Regions from separate parts of the Zea mays genome. Here region 1 is linked to region 2. A link is a contact called in public Hi-C data. All regions are on one chromosome and are shown on one strand. Each heading gives the region's core, a stretch centred on a gene start, on an enhancer-like site or on the middle of the called end of the contact. The rest is flanking DNA. Distances are from core to core; before and after follow the strand shown. Region 1 holds the start of LOC100276401. Region 2 holds the start of LOC100282368 (CREG1 protein).

The links. Hi-C and Micro-C count contacts between places; a contact is called where the count stands out from the background.
Region 1: a contact with region 2 is called in a Hi-C map of tassel, with 2.1 times the contacts expected there. The contact joins the promoter of LOC100276401 here to the promoter of LOC100282368 in region 2. A contact is called at or near these places in 5 of 25 Hi-C or Micro-C datasets (ear, endosperm, leaf and 1 more).

The regions. Positions count from the first base shown.
Region 1 is chr6:125,615,385-125,619,691 of Zm-B73-REFERENCE-NAM-5.0, reverse strand. It overlaps LOC100276401, which reads right to left and starts at 2,973. Exons shown (of 5, transcript NM_001150206.1): 1 at 2,561-2,973; 2 at 1-51. The coding sequence starts at 2,895.
Region 2 is chr6:125,322,708-125,326,593 of Zm-B73-REFERENCE-NAM-5.0, reverse strand. LOC100282368 (CREG1 protein) reads left to right here and starts at 1,454. Exons shown (of 7, transcript NM_001155280.1): 1 at 1,454-1,668; 2 at 3,231-3,266; 3 at 3,355-3,544; 4 at 3,665-3,676. The coding sequence starts at 1,499. LOC109940201 (a long non-coding RNA gene) reads right to left here. Exons shown (of 2, transcript XR_002262809.2): 1 at 3,660-3,886; 2 at 3,420-3,538.

The sequences.
Region 1 (4,307 bases), core at 1,724-4,223, 290 kb before region 2:
TCATTTGCTGTTGACGCCAAGTAGTTAGGTTGTTCGTTCGGAAGCTGCCATCTAGACAGCGAACAAAGAAAAGCAAGTGAAAAGACATTATTAAGTTGAAACCACAAACATGTCATAGGATGCATGAGCATAAGAAATCCGCATGTGTCAATTTGGAAGCACAAGTACACCAGTAAATATTTTTCTTTGCAGACCCAAAATGTTGAAACACATGGTAACAAATAAGAGTCCCCACGAGTTAGCATATAACCTTCAGCTGTTATATGATTCATTCACATATTTTTATCAATATGCATCTGTGTAATATCCCATGATTTAGATGAGCCTCAATCACCATTTATATCTGAGTTATAAATACTTTGCATTTCCTCACTTATGAATTTATAAGCAGACAAGTGTAGGAGAACACAACTAATAGAAGAGCATTACCCCTCAAATTCATGATTATAAAGATGGATATAGGAGTGTAACAGTGTGTTTGGTTTCTTGCTTGAAAGATAACAACTCAATTGATACACCAGACAATAATGAACTATGGTGCACTTTAAAGTTATAATCACGTGAAGAAACAAGTGATAGCTCAGTCAGAAGAGCAGAGAGGCTACAAACCTAGGCTCAAATCAGGGCATTTATAGGTTGCATGGGTAGTTGGTTACCTTCCTGAGGACCCTATTTTTTATTTTGGCCCTTTATGTGAAAGTTTTTCACAAATACGTCCTTTTCGGTTTCATTTCAGGAAATGGACCCTTAGCTCGGCGCCATCATCATTGGCGCCGAGGCTACACGTCTCAGCGCCAATTTAATTGGCGCCAAGGTTTCGAATCCGCACGCTTAGGTGGCGCCCACGTGGTAGCGACCTCGATGCCATGAATCTCGGCGCCGACCTTGGTGCCAAGATTCGTGGCGCCGAGGCCTGGCTACCTGCCGCTGCTTCAGGAAGGATGCCCGATTAGGGGTCATGTCGAGGTCGTCCCATCGTCTGAGGAGCAGAGCAGAGTAGTGCACCACGTCATGATGCGTCTCCTGCACCTCGTAGCATCGCCACCAGTCGGATCCGCTACTATGAAAAGCTGTTGCTGCGCCTACGCGCACCATGAGCACTTCAACAATAGATGCTTCAAACATTTATTGACTCTAGGAGCCCAACCCATGCATGTGTAAGTACGCAGCAGGATCCTCTGCCGTAACGTCCCCGAACGTAGCCGCCGTGGGCCGGCTGACGTATGGGCCTAGCCGTGGCTTGGCCCCGCCTGGCAGCGGCGGGACATTACGGCAAAGGAGCCCCTCGCGTGTAAATACATCAAAACCCATAGTCCATTGTGTATTTGGTGTACCAACATCCTTTCTGAAGCAACGACAGGTAGCTAGGCCTCAGTGCCATGGATCTTGGCGCTGAGGTTGCTGCCACGTGGGCGCCATCTAAACGCGTGGACCCGAGATCTCGGCGCTAATTAAATTGACGCCGAAACGTGTAACCTCGGCGTCAATGATGACAACGCTGAGTTGAGGATCCATTTTCTAAAATGAAACCGAAATGGTGTATTTGTAAAAAAAAACTTTAGAAAAAAGGGCCAAAAAACGGTTCTGACTTCTGAGGACAGGTTCCAGCAAGTTTTCCAGCTAGCCAGGGTTCAGTATTCCCTCCCTCAAGATTCAAGACACAAGCAACCAAGATGTCTTCTTTCCATGGTCGAGATTTTATTTCTAAAAAAAAGTTTCAAGTTTTAAATTCAGATACAATTTGAAGTACTTTAAATCCATATAGCTGTACCAAACTAACAAATGCAAATGCTTTTTCTAACAGAGACATGTGCCCTTAATGAATAATAGCTGTTTTAATCAACGTTAATACTTAATACTCCCTCCGTCCTAAAATATAAGTCATTCCAAAATTCTTGGAGAGTCAAAGTTTTTTCAAGTTTGACCAAATTTATACAATGAAGTATTAACATTTATGATATCAAATGTATATCATTAGATTCTCCATTAAATATATTTTCATAGTATATCTATTATCTATTATGTGTCATAAATCTTTATGAGTCTCGCTATACTTTTAGTCAAACTTTAAAAACTTTAACTCTCCAAAAATCTTGGAATGACTTATATTTTGGGACTGAGGGAGTACTAGCTAACTTCCTTCGAATATTGCAAATTCACGCAACTGTAGTTTTCCGCTGTTAAAACACATGTTAGACATATAACCAATATATCGAATTATATAATCTACTGGTCCATAGATAGCATATAAATAGGTGCGTCGGGTAGTACAAATCAATTTGAAAATAATTTCCACACGAAAGCAAATCCATCACCTATTGCAAGCCTGTTTACACTACATTGTGCATACTTTTACTCCAGAAGTCATTTTTTTACTCCTAATTACTTGAATCCGTATCTAGCCTCTTCAGTCTTCACAACACCTCAGATAACGAACTGTTTACGCATGTATCCAGCTCCAAGCATGAAGCATGGACAATCGGATACAAACTAGAAACTACTCCGAACGACGAATTTCAAAATCCGGAAAAAGCATGAGCGGGAAGGGCGTACGGCTTACCTTTTGGGGCCGAAGGTGGCCTGCGGCAGCGAGACGTAGGAGCGGAGCGGGTTGAGCGCGTCGGGGTGCAAGCCCGCAGCCTCGCCGCCGCCCGGCGGGAGGGCCCAGCGGGAGGACGCGGAGAGGGAGGCTTCGGCCGGGGGCGGCGTCCCCTTGATGGGCACGGAGTGGCGGAGGATCTCCGGTAGCACGTCGGGGGAGGGCTGCGCCGACGCACCCCCGGGCGCCGAAGCGGAGGGCGGGAGCTTCTCCGCGAGGCGGCCGACGGCAGTCTTTGACTCCTGGAGGAAGTACGCGCCCTCCTTGGCGGCGAGGCGGCCGGCGAGGAAGCTCATGAACGGCGGCGCTTTGGGCCTGGGGATCGCGCGGTTTGCGGCGACGTTTGGATTTGGGTTTTCGACGCTTTCCCGATTGAGAATGGCCGGGGGCGTGTGGGTGCTTTTGTAGCTCGCTCGAGGGACACCGGACACGACGGCAGCAACATGGCAATAAATAACCGTGGATAATTATTCATTGAATATGGGTACGGTAGAATTTGGTATCCGCGAGTACGATTATGGATACATGTATGAGTTGAGTTTTGTCTCGCGGGTATGGATTCGCGAACTATATATCCGCGTACTACCCACCCGATTGTCATTCCTAATAAGGAGTGACGTGGAGGGCAGCGTGTTTGTATCTGTGCCACTGCAGGTGCAGGCATACCTATTTTATGTTATTATTAATGTTTTGAAAGGTAAATATTCAGAAAAAATGTTTTGAAAGATATTAGGTTCTTAATGTATTTCTGGTTGACATCGAGCTAACCATTCAATTCGCATGTGTTGAAAACTGGATGTCGGCAGATGTAGCCCATCAGGATTGGGATCCTAGACTCGATGCTTGCTAGCGTTCACCAATTCTCATGTTACATACTAAAGGTATGTTTGTTTTTGTTAGTATTAAAAATTAGTAAGTTTAGATTGTTCGTTTCGGATTAAAGCCGGCTGTTTGGATTGCTCCAGCTGCAATTTATAGAGATAAAAACACTATAAAAATAGTATAAGTCGGTACGAATTAAAATCAAGTAAACATGCTGTTAATAGCTAGTAAAAGGTTGTTTGATTTCACCTACTAATAAGTGGTTGGATAGTAAATTATATATTTATATCTATTAACCATTCTAAACCAGTTAATGGAACTGGCCCGCCAGCTAACAATTAGTAAATCTACTGGCATTAATTTTATATGCTAATTTTTAGTGCTAATAGATCTAAAGAGGCTCTAAAGCAACTTCATCAGATTGAAAAAAATAATCCTTTTGCTTTAAGAGTTGTTTATAATGAGATGGAAATCAATTACTCCAAGAGACTCTCTTAACCATATTTTTTTTCTTAATTCATCAAACTCTATTCAACCCCTCGAAGAAAAAGGAAGTGTCAAATGCTGTTCTCAATCCCCTTCCGTCACTAACACGTGAGCACACGATAGAAGGAAAGAGAAGAGAGGAGAGATGTAATCATGTAACCGACATATGGTTCCACATGAAAGTTTTTTTTTAATTTGGTGCAGAAACTCTTCCCTAATATAAAAATTTGAGTTTCGTCAACCTTCTATACTATCTTTTTAAGAGAAAAAGCATCTAGTGGAGTTATTGCGTTTTCGTAATCTCCTATACTATCTTTTAGGGTTTATTTAGTAACAAGAGAATTGAGGGGTTAGAATTTCTTACTATTTAATTTTGAATAGTAAGAAATTATAGCCCCTT
Region 2 (3,886 bases), core at 205-2,704:
CAACGTGCAAGTGGAGCATGCTAACGGCATGATCCTGCAGGGACTGAAGCCGAGGATCTTCAACGACCTGAACAAGGTCAGTAGACGGTGGCTCGCCGAGCTCCCTTCAGTAATCTGGAGCCTGAGGACTACTCCGAGCCGAGCTACGAGATTCACACCATTCTTCGTGGTCTACGGGGCCGAGGCCATCTTACCCACCGACATAAAGTATGGCTCCCCGAGGCTGCAAGCGTACAACAAACGCAACAACCAAGTCAGCTGTGAAGACTCGCTGGACCAGCTGGACGAAGCTCGAGACGTATCTCTCCTTCACTCAGCAAAATATCAACAATCCCTTCGGCGCTACCACGAACGGCGCGTCCGACTCCGAGGGTTCCAGGAAGGCGACCTGGTGCTTCGGTTACGACAAGACAACCGAGGACGCCACAAACTCATTCCTCCTTGGCAAGGACCCTTAATCATTGTCAAGGTGCTGAAGCCGGGAACATATAAGCCCTGCAACATGGAGGAGAAGTCTACGATAACGCCAGTTACGTCGTTTTTACCCTTAGAGATATAGGCCGAGGTCTACTTGCACTATGTTCATATGTTTAAGAGAAGCCCTTGAAGCCGTCAGAAAAATGTCCACCGGACGTTTCCATGTTTCTTGCTGAGACTCGTGAGTTTTTTTAAGCAAGGCATTAAATTGACCGAGGCAAATCATCGTCTCAGTCCGGTAGTGAAAATAGAGCTCTCTAACCTAACTAGTATATTGGGTGCGCCGTCCACGAGTATTTCAACAATAACGATATGTTGAGTATTTTAGCTAGCGACAATAATAAGCGATCTAAGAGCAACTCCAAGATCAAGAGACTAGGTATATAGTTTTGTAAAGATAAATTTAGCTAATATTAAAAGAAAATTGTATCCAATAGACTCTGTAAACGACTCTTCAAATTTAGTGGCTCTCTATTTCTTCATCTTCGCTCTCCAGTTTTGGATAGCCTACTTCACTCTCTATTTCAGTCAGTAAATTTACCGAGTCTGTTGGATTAGTCTACATTTTTTCTCTAAAATCTATTTTAGAGAGTAGCTAAATCACTAAATTTGGCTAGTCTTTTTAGCTAATCTCTTGGAGTTGCTCTAAAAAAAAGCAAATTTCTCTACGTCTGGAGAGGTTATCAGGTTAGGAGCAAGGTTGTTCTCTCCATTAATGCATTTTCAATTAAATATAAAAAATTAATTGTAAGTTCAAACGCAATATCTAATAGATTTGTAAAGAACAATTTATCAAATAATAATAATAACGACTATCTAGTTCGGCCACTTGCCCACTTCCATACCCAAGGTCTAATACCGAATTATCGGAAATAATGTTGATTACTTAAAAACGATTAACGAATTTTGATTGCGTGATTGCGTCCGCCTCCTTCAACCCTATCCACATCTGGCACAGAGGAAAATTGGCTACGGTACAAAACACCGAGGCATCGATGGACTCTTCCACCAGCTGACAGCTATGATTTCCCCTGCTCACCTCGCCTTCGCCGCCGCCTTCCTCCTCGTCGTCCGGTCGTCGGCGCCTGGCGCTGCTGCCGCCCGCCCGATCTTCGATGGCAAGCCATCCCCCTCCGAGGCCACCGCCACTGCGAGGTGGCTCGCCGCCCAGAACACGTGGGGTGTCCTCAGGTTCCCTCCAGTTCATCCCGAAACCCTTCTCCCGTGCTCTTGCCCCCGCGACATGGCGCCGGAGCTAGTTCCTTAGCAGCACGTGTTCGTGTTGGTTCGATCGAACCGGGAAACTGCTGGTGCTAGATGAAATTTGTCGCTTTGGAGTTTGGAAACGATGTTGTTATCTGGCGGTGGTTAAGTGCTGAGAGTATATAAAAATTTGCTTGAGGCTTCGTAGTCTCGAGAATTTTTTGTGCTCGTTGCTTTGTAGTTTGCGGGAGCTGTGTTTGTTTTTTTTTCACAAAGGAAAATTAGGTGATAAAAAGTATTGAAAAAAATCTTCCAGCCTCAACATAACAAAGAAGCACACGGCCTTTTAACAAAGAGAAGCCACCCACAGTAGTGACACTCAATCTGAAGACCACCCATATGCCCGGGAGAATATAACCTTAGCCATCCATGCCAAGTGTTGCATAGCCTCCACAACTAAATCCTGTGTAGTTTGGGGGAGCTGTGTAGATGCCATTGGTGGAGCTAGAAATTTAGCTTTGGGTGTGCACAAAGCATATGGGTCTAAAAAAACACTCATTTAATTTGTTGCTTAAACGGTAAAATAGAAAACATGCATACGCAACTTCAATTGCTTAATACATGGCTTAAACGTCACATGGTTTTAGTCTCCCATGACTTGAATGAGCATGGGAGTAAAAAGATAAGGTCTAAGGAAAATTACAGTTTGACCTTGTGCTCTGTCTAAAAGTACAATGTCCTTGTTCAGCTTCAAAGGTTCAACACTTTTCTGAAGTCTGAACCATAGGTTTAGAGCTTCAATTTCTAGGTGGTTTCGTAATACAATTTCGAAGTGCAGTGAAATCAATGTGAAAAAAATAAGAGTTAATCTCATTTTGAAGTAAATCAATAAGTGAAAAAAATAGGAGTTAATTGTCTCAGCTTACTGCTTTTGACTGCTGCTTCCTTCCATGTTGGACCCAATGGTGAAACAATGATGGTCCTGACAGGGTACTGATGAGTGGCCTCCACTTGCTAATTGGGTGTTGATAGTTGGCTGAATGTTGAAATAAAGAACTGCCCCCAGCTAATGTGAAAATATAGAACTGCTTCCTGCTGATGTAGTGTCATTTTGGTTGTGCCTGGGCACACCAGACTGCAAATGGTACATGCCCAAAATTTAAGACTGATTTGGGAGAAGCCACTACCTTGATATACGAACTGTACAAAGACAGATTCATAATTCAAGATTTAGAGTACACTGTATTCATGAGTCATCACGTCAATAAGTCCAGTTTATTAGTGGACATATTACTAGTGAATTGCAGAATTGAAATCTGTAAGGCCTTGTTCGTTTCATCCCAAAACGGCAAAACCATGTGGATTGAGGGATATTGGGGTGGATTGAGGTGGATTTTGATTAGTAGTGGATTTATTCCCCCTCAATCCACATGGATTTGAAACAAAATGAACAGGCCCTAAATGTGTTCAATTTTGTTCCTTTCTCAGGTTATTGTAGATCAATTTCCGTTTGGTTGGTTACTGATCAATCTTGAATATTTCATTTGCAGCACAATATCAAGTGACTTAAGTGGAGCTCCATTTGGGTATTCCTTCTTGTCTCACTTCTGCAAACAGCTGGCATATACTCTTTTCTGACTGGTGAACTTGATTCATGGCTTCTTTTATGTATAGCAATGTAGTTTCATATAGTGATGGAGTACCAGGCGAGGGCCGTGGAATACCCTACTTTTATCTGACAACTCTGGATCCCAGTGCAAGAGATGCACTGGAAGATGAAAGGACCTCTTTTACCCTTAGTGAGTTCCCTCTGGGAACTTGTGGGGAAATAGATCCTGAAAACCCCACTTGTGCAAAACTTACTCTTAGGGCTAGTTTGGGAACACTAATTTCCCATGGGATTTTCATTTTCCCAAGGGAAATTAGTTCATTTTCCCTTGGGAAAATGAAAATCCCATGGGAAATTAGTGTTCCCAAACTAGCCCTTAATGGAAAGGTACTAAAAATTACATCCATGATAAGATGATCGATCACTCGCCGTTTGTATGCATTTAGCCTATTTGTTTAGTTGTGTTTGAACTGACAATGATCTATTTGGGCCTGAACTGGTTTTCTACCTATAAATTTCACAGCTGATGTTTCTGTAGAATGAATACACGCTGATGGGCTTGAACTGTCACTATTTGGGCCATGGGCTGTATACTTA